Regions from separate parts of the Rattus norvegicus genome. Here region 1 is linked to region 2. The links are chromatin contacts, called in public Hi-C maps. All regions are on one chromosome and are shown on one strand. The core of a region is the stretch at or near the end of the contact, and the rest is flanking DNA. Distances in the headings are between cores, read along the strand shown.

Region 1 (5,788 bases), core at 2,985-5,484, 43 kb after region 2:
GCCACCACGTGGTTGCTGGGAACTGAACTCAGGACCTCTGAAAGAACAGTCAGCGCTCTTAACCGCTGAGCCATCTCTCCAGCCCTAACTTTTTCTTTAGTTCTTTTTCCAGCACCCATGTTGATGGCTCACAACAGACTATTAATTCCAGGTCCGGGGGATCTGATGCCCTCTCCTGGCCTCTTTAGGTAACTGCACTCATGTGCACATACCGCCACACAGATACACACACACACACACACACACAGAGTTCAAACTAAATCTGGGGACTGCAGAGATGCTTTGGTGGTTAAGAACACTGCCAGCTCTTCCAGAGGACCCAGGTTCTAGTCTCAGCACCCACGTGGCTGCTTACAATTATCTGTAATTCCAGTTCTGAGCGATCTGATGCCACCTTCTGGCCTTCGCCGTGGTACCTACGCGTGTATGCGAGCAGAACATTCATTCCCATTTTTGAAAAATCTTTTTAAAAAGACTGCTTGAAGATAAGACTAAAAGAGATCATAATAAGCACAAAAAACATTCAATTATAGGCAGGGCTCAGTGCCTGGGACAGAAAAATCAACAGGCTAAGTATACCATAAATAGCTTTAACGGGACTCTGATTCGTGCGCAGAGGGCTTGGTTTGAGTTCACTGCTAATACGATGTAAGTGGAAGGACAGAGGTGGGTCATGCACGCTTGGGCGAGGATGCTCAATATTGGACGAGTCCAGAGAGGTTGAGGGGCGGGGACTCAGGCTTTAGGAAACAGCTCAGTGCCCAGCTGCTCTTTTTTTTTTTTTTTTTTTTTTTTTTTTTGGTTCTTTTTTTTCGGAGCTGGGGACCGAACCCAGGGCCTTGCGCTTCCTAGGTAAGCGCTCTACCACTGAGCTAAATCCCCAGCCCCCCAGCTGCTCTTTTTAGTTAGGAAAGGACACATTGGGGCGATCTGGAAATACTCAAAGGGAACACAGAGAAGGATTTAAGCTTGTTCGAGGTGGTTGTAGCCGGGAGAAGGTGGACTCAGCTCACAATGGGGCTGCTTTAATGATTGGAGCTGTCCAAATATGGAGCAGGCTGCCTCCTGTGGCCCCCACCACTTCCCGGGAGGCCTGCAGAGGGCTGAGACCCGGCCCGGCCTCTTTTGCAAGTCACCTCCTGGCTTTTCTGTCTGAATAGCTTTTTAAACTAACCTGCTTTTTTTCCCCGGTTAGCTAAGGTCCTCCTTTATTCGTGCCTCTGAAGGTCTTTCATCTTTCTGCATTGCACGCTGCGTCTTTCCGTCTCTTCCTGTCCTCAAGTGATTAAGTATGTGGTTCTGAGCCTTGCTGGAAGACGGTAACCTTTCTTATTAAAGCCTTGCAAACCAGCGGAGTACAGCATTGCACACAAAACAAACTGAGCCCCATTTTTTTTTTTTTTTTTTTTAAGGCAGGTTCTCACTAAGCTGGCCTGGAATTCACTATGTAGATCAGGTTAGTCTACACCTCATCCTCAGCTGCCTCTGCCTCCTGAGCGTTGGGATTATAGGTGGGCGTGACTACGCCGTGCCCGTTTCTCCTTCTTTTTGAAGCGAGATAGACCCTTTTATGTGTTTCTCCCAACTTTATTTCTACATAAAAGTAGCCAGGGATTCTGCCTCCAGGAGTCTGGGTTCAAGATCAGTTTTGCCAACCTCTGAGCAAGAGGGCTCAGAGATAACGACAGGCTGAGGAGACAAAGACCTAGTTGGCATGATCATATGCCTGGGGCCAATGCTGAGCTAAAAATCATACTATTAGTTTAAGGGAGCATTCCAACCTTCAGTAAAAAAGAAACACCTTGCAAAGAACATTCCAGAAGGGCAATGGAAGATGGTAGCGGTACCTATGAGACTAAGGGTGTCATTTCTGGGAGCCCCATAAGGCAGCTTTGTTTTAATACTAAGCCTCACAGCCAATCTCATAGGCCAGTGGTCCGGGGGCCAAAATAAATCCAGTTTATTCCTGAATGGAAAAAAATCAATACACTGGAGTTGAGCCGACGAGTGCTGGGGCCTTTGTGCTGGCACAGCCCCTTTGCAAGTCACTGATGGGTTGAGGAGGGTGGGACTCTCATTCACTGAAACCGTACCTACTCAATAAATGCGCAGATGCTGGGGGCTAGGCCTTGTACTGAGTGTGGACAAGACAAGCTCTGTTCGCGTGGACCTCAAATCTGGATGTCGTACAAGACGCTAGGAGGCCGGCAGTGAGCAGCTAAACGAAATGTACAGCCCGTTTTCCATAGATAAGTGTTAGGGGAGGAGACCCTTGAATAATGAGATAGCGGGCATACTGGGGAGGGGAGCGGCTTTAGATAATAAAAGCATCTTTCCGGAGGGGACATATAGAAGATGGCCCGGGGCGGGGGCGGGGGCGGGGCGGGGGCGGGGGCGGGGGCGGGAGAAGAACCAGGAACTCATGTTGTAAGGTGCACCTACAGCCTCTGAAAGAGGGGGCTACACAAAAACAAAGAAACGAACAAAAAATGAAACCCAGTGAGCATCTCAAACAGAGAGGTCATGACCTTCCTGCTCTCAGCGCCTCTTGCAGTTGGTGTGAAAAACACGAAGGCAGGCAGAACTGGAATACAAGGAGGAGGAAGACCCACGGGCTCTCCATCACCGCACCCCCACCTCGCAGGCCGTCACCTGATCCTCCAGAAGAGGCTGTGACCTAACCAGTTTCCACCTTGCTTCTAGGCAGTGCATTGCTATACAGTAGAATTTTTGTTTGTTTGTTTCGTGTAGGGTTCTGTTGGTCCTATTCCAAGTATCAATCAGAACTGCATGCCAGCCTCCACTCCTTGGAAATAATTAAATGACGTACTTGATTTTTTTTTTTCAGTCGGGTAAAGCACCGTGATTTGCATCTGCTGAAGGCATCTATCTTAAGTCTTGAGGCGGAGCCTTGTGGGACGGACTTAAGTGTTGGGGGGGAGGCGTTGCTAAACACTCAAGTAGACGAAATGCTTTATTTTGCAATCTATTTCCCTTCGTGGAGCCGCTTTTTGTGAAGATATTCGTGAATTCAATGCAAAGGTCCTCCTCCCTGTTAAGTATGGCTTCCCACCTTCCTCTGCCTTAAAAAAAATTTTTTTTGATGTTTTAGACAAGGTCCAATATCGAAGGCTGGTTCTAAACTCAAGTGTCTGGACGTGACCTTGAACTCTTGATCGCGTCGCTTCCACCTCTGGGTGCTGGGATCACAGGCGGGCACCACACTTGGCTCCGTGTGGCCTCTTTATATTGGCAAAATTACGTTCCATGCTAGGCTCTCTACAGACCTCACCGACACAACATATGTGGTTTAAGAATAGATTTGGGATTGAAGGCTCCTTTTCTCCCATTGGGGGAAGTGAAAGTCTATATAGCAGCCTTCATTTTTGAAGCCAAAGCCAAGCTACCTAGCACAGGCGTAGCTGTTACAGCATAACCTGTGACTTCTATGCAGACGTGTGTCAAAGGCTGTGTGAGCTACTAAAACCGAAATAAAACTTCCTCCTTCCTCCCCCAAGAGTGGGATTCCCTGTCGGGGCACAGAACCCGCAGGGGAAGGAAGGGCTGGTGTTGGCGTGCGATGGAGATGGGGCTTTCGGCTGGGGGTGTGGGATGCGGTGTTCCCGAGGCGACAGATGAGCGCTTTTGGCTGTGTGGGAAGGGAACTGCGGAATTCCTCCCCTTGGTTGCTGAGGGGGGCTCTGAAGGAGACATTAGGATGCAGAGCACGGCTCGCACTGCCCAGGGCGCGGAGGCAAGCCAAGGACACCAGTCCCTGCGCGCCTCGGTCCCCAGCGTTCCGGCGCCTCCCTGCCACCACGCGGCCCCAGGAAGTCCCCCCTCAGCGGCGGGGCCCCCAGCACAGAGCGCCCACCCGTGAGCTCCGCGATCTATTCCTGCACGCGGACGGAATGGGAAAGCCGCGACCGCGTAAGGTCGGGCTCGCCCTCCGCCCGCCCGGGCCGCAGCGAGCACAGCGAGGACGCGGAGGTGGCCTGCGCGCGCACACCGCGCGCGGCCTCGATCCGGGTTACTGGGGGCGGCGCGCGGGAGGAGGCGGGGCCTGCCGGCAGCGTGGGCGCGCAGCGCGCGCGCGGGAGGGCGCCGGGGGAGGGGGCGGGGCCGCGCCGCCCGCGCCGCGCTGGGCTCTCTCGGCCAATGAGCGGCGTCCACATGCCGCGGCGGCGGCGAGAGGGGAGGCAGCGGCGGATAAATGCTATTAGAGCAGCCTCCGCGGAGCCGTCCCCGACGCCACCTCCCGTCTCCTCCGCCGCAGTTTCCTCCGCCGCTGTCGGGGGTGCAGAGCTGAGGGGCTCGGGCAGGCGCGCCGCGCAGCTCCTCTCCAGTCGCCCGCCTCGCCGTCCTCCCCACCGAGGGCTCGCCCGGGCGCCCCTCCTCAGCCGCGCCGGGTCTCCTCAGCGCAGCGCCGCGGCCTGCGCTACCTGCGGCCGGCTGGCAACAGAGGCAACGCACACTCGCGGCGGGGCGGGAGGCTCGCAGCCCCTCGGGCGGGCTCGGCGAGGCCCGGCCGCGTGCGGCGGTTTCTGGGGGAGGGGGCTCGGGTGATTCAGCGCCCGGTCAGGCGGAAGCGGCCGCCGCCGCGGAGGAGGAGGAGAAAGAGGAGGGGACAGCTGTCCGCGCCCGGGCGCCCGCGGTGGCACGAGCCCGCGGCCCGAGTGCGAGGCGGAGGCGAGGAGGCCGCGGGGACGCGAGGCGAGGCCGGCCGGGGCCCCCGCAGCCATGGAGAACGCTCACACAAAGACCGTGGAGGAGGTGCTGGGCCACTTCGGCGTCAACGAGAGCACGGGGCTGAGCCTGGAGCAGGTCAAGAAGCTCAAGGAGAGATGGGGCTCCAACGGTAGGTGCGGGGCGCCGGGGCTGCAGCGGCGCGGCGCGGGCCAGAGCGCAAGGGAAGATGGCTGACCCGGCTCCACCTCGTGGGGCTCGGCTCGGCTCGGCGCCCGACGGCTGCGAGAGGCCCGGCGGTCCGCGCGCGGGTCCGGGCCATCGCCGACCTCTAGGGGTCTCGAGCCGGTGACCTTCCCGGCGCTCTGCAAGCCGGGGTGGGGGGAGGGAGGGAGGGAGAGAGAGAGAGGGAGGAGGCTCCTGCGGCTGGGCTGAGTCCCCCGCGGATTTATGAGGCGTCGATGTGGTTGAGAAACCCTCCGACCGTTTCTCGTACTCCCCAAAGTTGCACATCTGGCAGAAGTGATGACCCAGCTGAAATGACTGCATGGTTCGGGAGCCCGGAGAGGGCTTAAGAGCAGTTCCGAGCCCATTGATTACCAGGGCTGCATAATTTTCTCGGGGTATCAAAGTGGAGAGAGGTCGTTCGCCGTTCGTGTGCCTATATCTGCCTTTCAGACAACGGTGGTGGTGAGTTTAGCAGTTTTTGTAAAAAGCGCTAATAAAATGTCTTCATTCTTTCTGCTCTCCTCCTGACACGTTGCCTGTCGGATTTCGGCGTTCTAGAATTGCCGGCTGAAGAAGGTAAATAATTCTATTAACGTGTTATTTTAGAGAGATGATGTGTGTGCAGACGCCGACTGATTGATGTGGACAATTGACACAATTTTTTTTCCCTTCTTTTCTAACAGGAAAGACCTTGCTGGAACTTGTGATCGAGCAGTTTGAAGACTTACTAGTTAGAATTTTATTGCTGGCAGCATGTATATCTTTCGTAAGTATTTAAGAAATTATTTTTTCTACCCCTAAAAGTTGAAAGTATTTCTTGGTATACCAGAAAATAAATAATGGCCATTGAGTTTCCGTGTTTAAAAACAAAAAG
Region 2 (6,199 bases), core at 1,304-3,803:
ACACACACAGGAGGCACATACATGCATTCACAGAAGGACACACAAAGAAAAAAGAAGAGGAGGAAGGAGAAGATGAGTGTGATAGTGTCTGTGAGTGAGTCTGGTCCTCAGTTTATTTGCCCTCTTGCCTGGGCAAGTGTCAGCTCCCAGTGTTGTTAGTGGGTGGAAAGAAACCTTTCTTTTTTTTTTTTTTTTTTTTTTTGGTTCTTTTTTTTGGAGCTGGGGACCGAACCCAGGGCCTTGTGCTTCCTAGGTAAGCGCTCTACCACTGAGCTAAATCCCCAGCCCCAAAAGAAACCTTTCTTACAATCGGTTCTGGACACCAGGTAGGTTATTTATGTCAGATCAGCTGCAGGCCTACTGTGGTTTAGCAGTATCTAATGCTCCATTAACCAGATGGCTTTTCAGAACCAGCACTTTACTCCCCAGAGAAAATCTTCCAAGATAGTACACCTAGAGGCCCATCTGTGTTTTAGCCCCACACTCTGCCGTCCTCCTACTACTACGGTCTGGGGTTGTGAAGGACAGCCCCGGCCACCCCAGGCTCTGATTGATTATCACACGCCGTCCTTCCTCTGCACAGAGTGAGTGTGTGCAGAGCACACAAAGGCTGCTCCAAAATTGCCCCACTAATTGAAGCAGAACATCGTTATCACTTCAAGAAAAGCAAATTGGAAAAAACCTCTACAAGACCAAGTTATTTATAGCTTTTACGTAACATTGGACACTTAGTAACGCAGCTTAATGGGTCTCATGCAGACTTCCCTTCCACTCGCCCATGACTTGATTGGAACATTAAGAAGCTTTGACTAACCCTCACAGTTTCTGACAGCTTGTACTTAGTAAAGAAGAGCTTGCTCCATTTTTTTTCCTTCAAGGTTAATGTGCTAACTGGCTAATTGACAAGTGCACTTAATCATTTTACAAAATAATTGTGTCTTTCACGTGATGGCCCAAATAAAGGAGAAAAATGTCGCCTGCGAATCTGCCTCTGCAGTCGGGTTTCTGTCTCTGGAGCGGTACTGCCAGCTGTTGTGAGGACTTTGACTGTCAGTGGCAACTCCCTCTTGCTCACTATTGGTTCAGGAGATAATCCTGTAAATATGCCCTTTAAGAAAAATCTAGAAGTCGGATGTACTTCCTGTTACAGTCTGTTGAATTCAAGGTCACATTTCCCAGAGCTGGGGAGCAGGCTGGAATACCCAGAGCACTAGCGAGTGAGGGGAAGGGAGGGACCCTGACACTGAACCAGCCAGCCTTCCCTGGAGGCTCATGCTGGCTGCCTCCGAGCTGCTTTAATTCAGCAGGCAGCCATTCTAAAACAAGCTATTGAATCACATTTGCTTTGATGCGATGTTTGTCATTCTGCTGAATTCTTAGCATGCATGACATTTATATATTTTTTTGGAAAATTTTAAGGTCTCTGCACTTTCCAAGTGTATTTCTTAAGGTTTTAATGCTAAGATGATACCAAGCATTTTTTAAAATAATTTGAGTAAAATAAGAGGCTATATATGCACTCAAACTTTAAATGTGTAAATTGGCAGGATTCTTTTGGATTTGAATTTGGAAAAAAAAATGCATCATGAGTAACACAGACAAAGCTGTCTTCACAAAGGCAAAGTTTTTATTAAAAAAATAACTGTGTTTCTCGAAGAAACCTCATCTTACACAGGTCGTCGCCCAACTCTGGTGCCAGATGAGGGTGAATAACAGGTTTGTTTCCACAAAGAGTTCTAGGTGCTTACATCATGCCTCTTGCTTGGCAGGAAGGAGTTTGCCAGCCTCTGGGAGCCCACCCTGGTGATTAGCCTTCCCCGTAACTTGCTTGTCCACAGCTTGGCCATGCTGTGGTGAGGTGGGTCTGGGGTGTGTATTCCGCACTGTCTCTCAGACAGTCTACAGCAGCCAGAAAGAGGTAGATCTGCACCTTTGTCGCCGATGTAATTACCCTGGTCCTTATGCTGGCCGAGCCCTTCCTCCCTCTCCCCTAAACGAGGGCAGTCTAATTAGAGCTGTTTGTACGGCAGCTAGGCATGTAGTGACTGTTTTGTCTGAGGAGGGTAGAGAAGGATCATTAAAGGTGATGTGTGTGTTTTGATGTTTGACTCTTCTATCTTAAGACAGTCTTTAAAAAAAATAGCAGGTTCACTGGGCAAGAATATGGTTTGTTTTTACCCAGTCCTTGCAAAAGAAATAAAAAAATAAAACACAGAGTCCAAATAAGTAGTGTTTCTGAGAGGCCTGGGCAAGCACGTGCTTTCTGCTCCCCTGCACCCCCTTTTGGCAAACTGGAAGTACTTTCTTGGTCACTGGTAATTTCACAATTTCCTTTCTAGAACCAGAGAGCCTTGCAGGCAGTCACTAAGCTGGTTTACTGTTATGGAAATTCATGATTCAGAATATGGGGAGAAAGGAAAGATTCCTGTTTGCCAGTGAGATCTTAAGTTCCCACTTGAGTCCAGGTTGTGACGTCGGTCCCTGTGAGGAGCTTAGTGCAGCACTTGGTGGGTAGCCTAGAGATCAGAGAGCAGCAGGCTCTGGTGTGTGAATGACTCACCCGCATCTTCCTTCGGTGGTGACCACTGAGGGAGCCCTGCCAGCCAGCGCAAAGCCGGTCTGCTGCTGCCCTTGCTGCAGGCTGCCTTCCCGCTCTGAGGAGGAGTTGCAGTGCAGTTCCCTCCTTAAAGAGGCTCAGGCACAGTGCTGTGGTATCAGAGGATGGACTTGGCTAGAACATTAATTAAACAAAGCAACACATTGGCAGATACTATCTCCCAAAGTTCCACAGTCACGATAAAGACGAAAGGGCTTGAACCGTTGCTGAGTGCTGGGTGTGTGCCAGGCATAGTCCCCGAAGCTTCTGTGGAAGCAAGGTGACTCTCACAGTGAGGCAGGACAGTTAGAGACCACGATATGGACCAGGCGAGGCTGGCAGAGCCTGCATCCAATCCTGTGCTCTTAACTGCTGGCTGGGGGTGGGGTCCATTGTCAACAGAATTTATTTGTAAACAAGTGGGTGTCTGTTTCTGAACTATCGCGTGCCTTAAATTCTGTTTAGTAACGCTTATAAACTTAGAGTATCTTTTTAAACAGTGGGTTCGGGTCAGGAGAGATGGCTCAGTGGTTAAGAGCACTGGTCACTCTTGCAGAGGACCTGGGTTCAATTTCCAGCATCTACCTGGTGGTCCACAACCATCTATAACTCCAATAATCTTTTAAATTAAAAAAAACATAAAAAGCAAGACTATAAGATATGGTTACATTTATTCAATCATAATTATTTTGACCACTTTATAAAATCTCTTGCCATTTTTCTATATGCCAAGACATAGCTTCTTTCTAAACTGGAGAAGATTTACTTACGTACAAGTATTACCTTCTGTGTGTGACTCTTTACAAAGTTATGAAATAAAAAATATTGTGGAATTTTTTTTCTTTTTTTCGGAGCTGGGGACCGAACCCAGGGCCTTGCGCTTGCTAGGCAAGCGCTCTACCACTGAGCTAAATCCCCAACCCCTGCAATAAAAAATATACATAACCTCAGTTTTGCTATGAAAACCTCACTGCCAGACAGGTGAGGTGGCTGAGCAGTGCTTGCCACCAAGCCCAGGGGATCTGAGCTGGCCTCTTGAACCCTTATAGACATGAAAGTTGTATACACAATAAACAGAATTTTCCAAATGCACAGACACAAATACTATATAGGAAAGCAGTATTATATATTTTGAATGGTCTGAGGAATGATTTTTTAAAAGGTGAGATGAGTCTAGATGTACAAGGATGTGTTAAGACTTTATGGAAATTTATGAAAATCTTACAGAAATAAACAGAAGCTATAAAAGCATCTTAGACCCGGAGAGATGCTCGCTCAGCAGTTAAGAGCACTGGCTGTTCTCACTGAGGACCTGGCTTGGGTTCCCAGCACCTACGTGGAGGCTTACAACTGCCTGCAGCACCAGCTTCACAGGAACGGATTTCCTTTTTCTGGTCTCCTGGAGCGCCACACACACATAGTCCACATTAAACATGCAGGGGATCTCAGTGCTCAGCTGGGTTGCCTTGGGAGAGGAAGGAGTCCGCTATGAGCTAAGCTCTTGTGCGCTGTCCAGCAGCCCCTCCTGATCACAGATTTGCTTTTTTTTTGGTTCTTTTTTTCGGAGCTGGGGACCGAACCCAGGGCCTTGCGCTCCCTAGGTAAGCGCTCTACCACTGAGCTAAATCCCCAGCCCCACAGATTTGCTTTTTGATGTTTCAGTTGCGTTTGGTCAGCTGAGCTCCAAAACTTATAAATGAAAAATGTCATAGTAACCCATAGACTTTAAATAGCTTCGTCATAGTATCTGACTTTAAATCCTATTTTATTGGTACTGCCGTTGAGCTTAAATTTGCCCTAGGTATGAATGTATAGAGAGAAAACAGTGTGCAATAAGAAGGCTGATTTGGCACTTCCTTTGGCCTCAAGGACCCACCAGGGGCCCCTCAGCTAGAATGTACAAAAAGGCACAGGAAAATAGAAGGTGTGGCTGCAGGATTAAACAGACCTAAAACACGTTAAGCATCAGTGAATACCCAGGCCTAATAACCAGGTGTTAAATATGCTGGTACTATGGAAGGTCAGCCAAAAGAGGCATCTAGAATATTCCTCCCTAAGCCCCTCCCGCTCTGGGGAGCGCTTTCTCAGTTTCCCTAAATAAATCTATGCTCATAATGCTAAGAAAACAAAACAAACCAGCCAATCATCTGGAACTGGCACAGTGGTTTATGCCTACTGTCCTGCTTGTTGGGAGCTGAAGCAAGACAAGAGGGTTAGGAGTTCAATGCTAGCCTGGGCGGTAATGAGATAAAAGTAGGTGGAGATGTGGTGAAGGGAAGAAGTAAAAAGAAAAATCAAAACACCAGGGATCCAGGGAAGACTAGAAGATGAAAAAAGTCAAGGAGGTTTCCTCAGAGGTGAGAATTGGTGGGCCTGGAGAATGGTCAAGAGAGTGACAGTGGGGACAGCTGAAGATAACACGCACAACGCACTCCTGGGAGGAAAGCATGACGTCTAGGTATCAGTGTGAGCAATGGAACCCACAACAGAAGTGCTTTGTACTGCTTGTTTAGCTAGTGAGCAGAACTACCCCAGATTTCCCGAAAACTACAATATTTCTAGATATCAACATTTACTACAAAGAGGAGAGCTTCACGGGACTTCCAGACACTCACTTTGTGTCTTAGTTTATTTCCTTTATGTCATGTGGAGGGCGCTGCAATCCGTTTTGGTTTAAGATCTCCAAGGGGCCAATTCAGAAATCAAAGGAAGAAAAGCCCTGTGGCTGAGCAATCTTAGGCCCGCCCAATGAAGAGCGACACCTGTGATTGGCTGAGCAATCTTAGGCCCGCCCAGTGAAGAGCGACACCCATGATCCCACCTCTCCTAGAAGCACACGTAGAATCTGACTTGGAGTGGAGCTGCGACTCCATGGGGAGTATGAAACCTCCAGAAGAGCATGCCCTGTGGTACAAGCTGGAGCCTATCCGGGATGAGGGAGAGGCTGCTGGAAACCAGATGGCGAAAGCTCTGTGCTGCAGCTCCTGTGATGAGCGGATCCTAGGCTCTTGTGGTCTTGGTTCTCCAACTGCCCCAGTTTCTTGACGGGCTGTTGATGAAGTGAGAGGCTCTCTGTGTGCAGAAGAACACGTGATCATCGTCTGGGGGCCTAACTGGAGTTGGGATGAGCAGTATAGACAGTCGACCACTTAATTTGTTTATTATATTAAGGGGAAGAGGGTATTTCCACACCAACACGAAGACCCAGCCTTTAAGGAGGTATCATCTAACCTTAAAAAAAAAATTATATGTGACAGTTTTTTATTGTGTGTGTGTGAAAAGATTTGATCATTCTAAAGAATTTAGCCAAAGAACAGAATATCTCAAAGGGATATTCTTGTTGGGAAAGGTTTTTATAAGTTTATATGATTTCCTGTGTTTAAAAAAGGAATCGGAGCTGGTGGTTCACAGTGCTTGATTTCTTTCCCTTGAGAGTCGGGAGGGTTTTCACTGGGACAATCGCAGTGCTGCCAGGGAGAGCCTTAGCCATCAAGAAGACCACTTGCCAGGGACTTGGCCGTGTCAAACAAATGTTCAGCTTCCATTCTGACACTTCTCGAAGAATTTGATTGAAACTATATATGTCTAGATAACACTCAGCAA

The links. A called contact is a pair of places that touch in the nucleus more often than the background predicts.
Region 1: a contact with region 2 is called in a Hi-C map of liver, with 2.1 times the contacts expected there. The contact joins the promoter of Atp2a2 here to the enhancer-like site in region 2. A contact is called at or near these places in 6 of 12 Hi-C or Micro-C datasets (the Rat2 cell line, Schwann cells, frontal cortex and 3 more) and 1 of 1 datasets of contacts at active chromatin or transcription factors (oligodendrocytes).

The regions. Positions count from the first base shown.
Region 1 is chr12:39,729,285-39,735,072 of GRCr8, forward strand. It overlaps Atp2a2 (ATPase sarcoplasmic/endoplasmic reticulum Ca2+ transporting 2), which reads left to right and starts at 4,235. Exons shown (of 20, transcript NM_001110823.2): 1 at 4,235-4,858; 2 at 5,473-5,490; 3 at 5,598-5,680. The coding sequence starts at 4,741.
Region 2 is chr12:39,688,173-39,694,371 of GRCr8, forward strand. It overlaps a transcript of Ift81 not described here. Among named protein-coding and RNA genes, the nearest start is that of Atp2a2, 42 kb to the right of the region's middle. Within about 2 kb of position 2,554, at least 46 of the 93 cell types and tissues checked have an H3K27ac peak or open chromatin away from gene starts, as enhancers often do. A contact at or near this core is called in Schwann cells and liver, where this site is marked.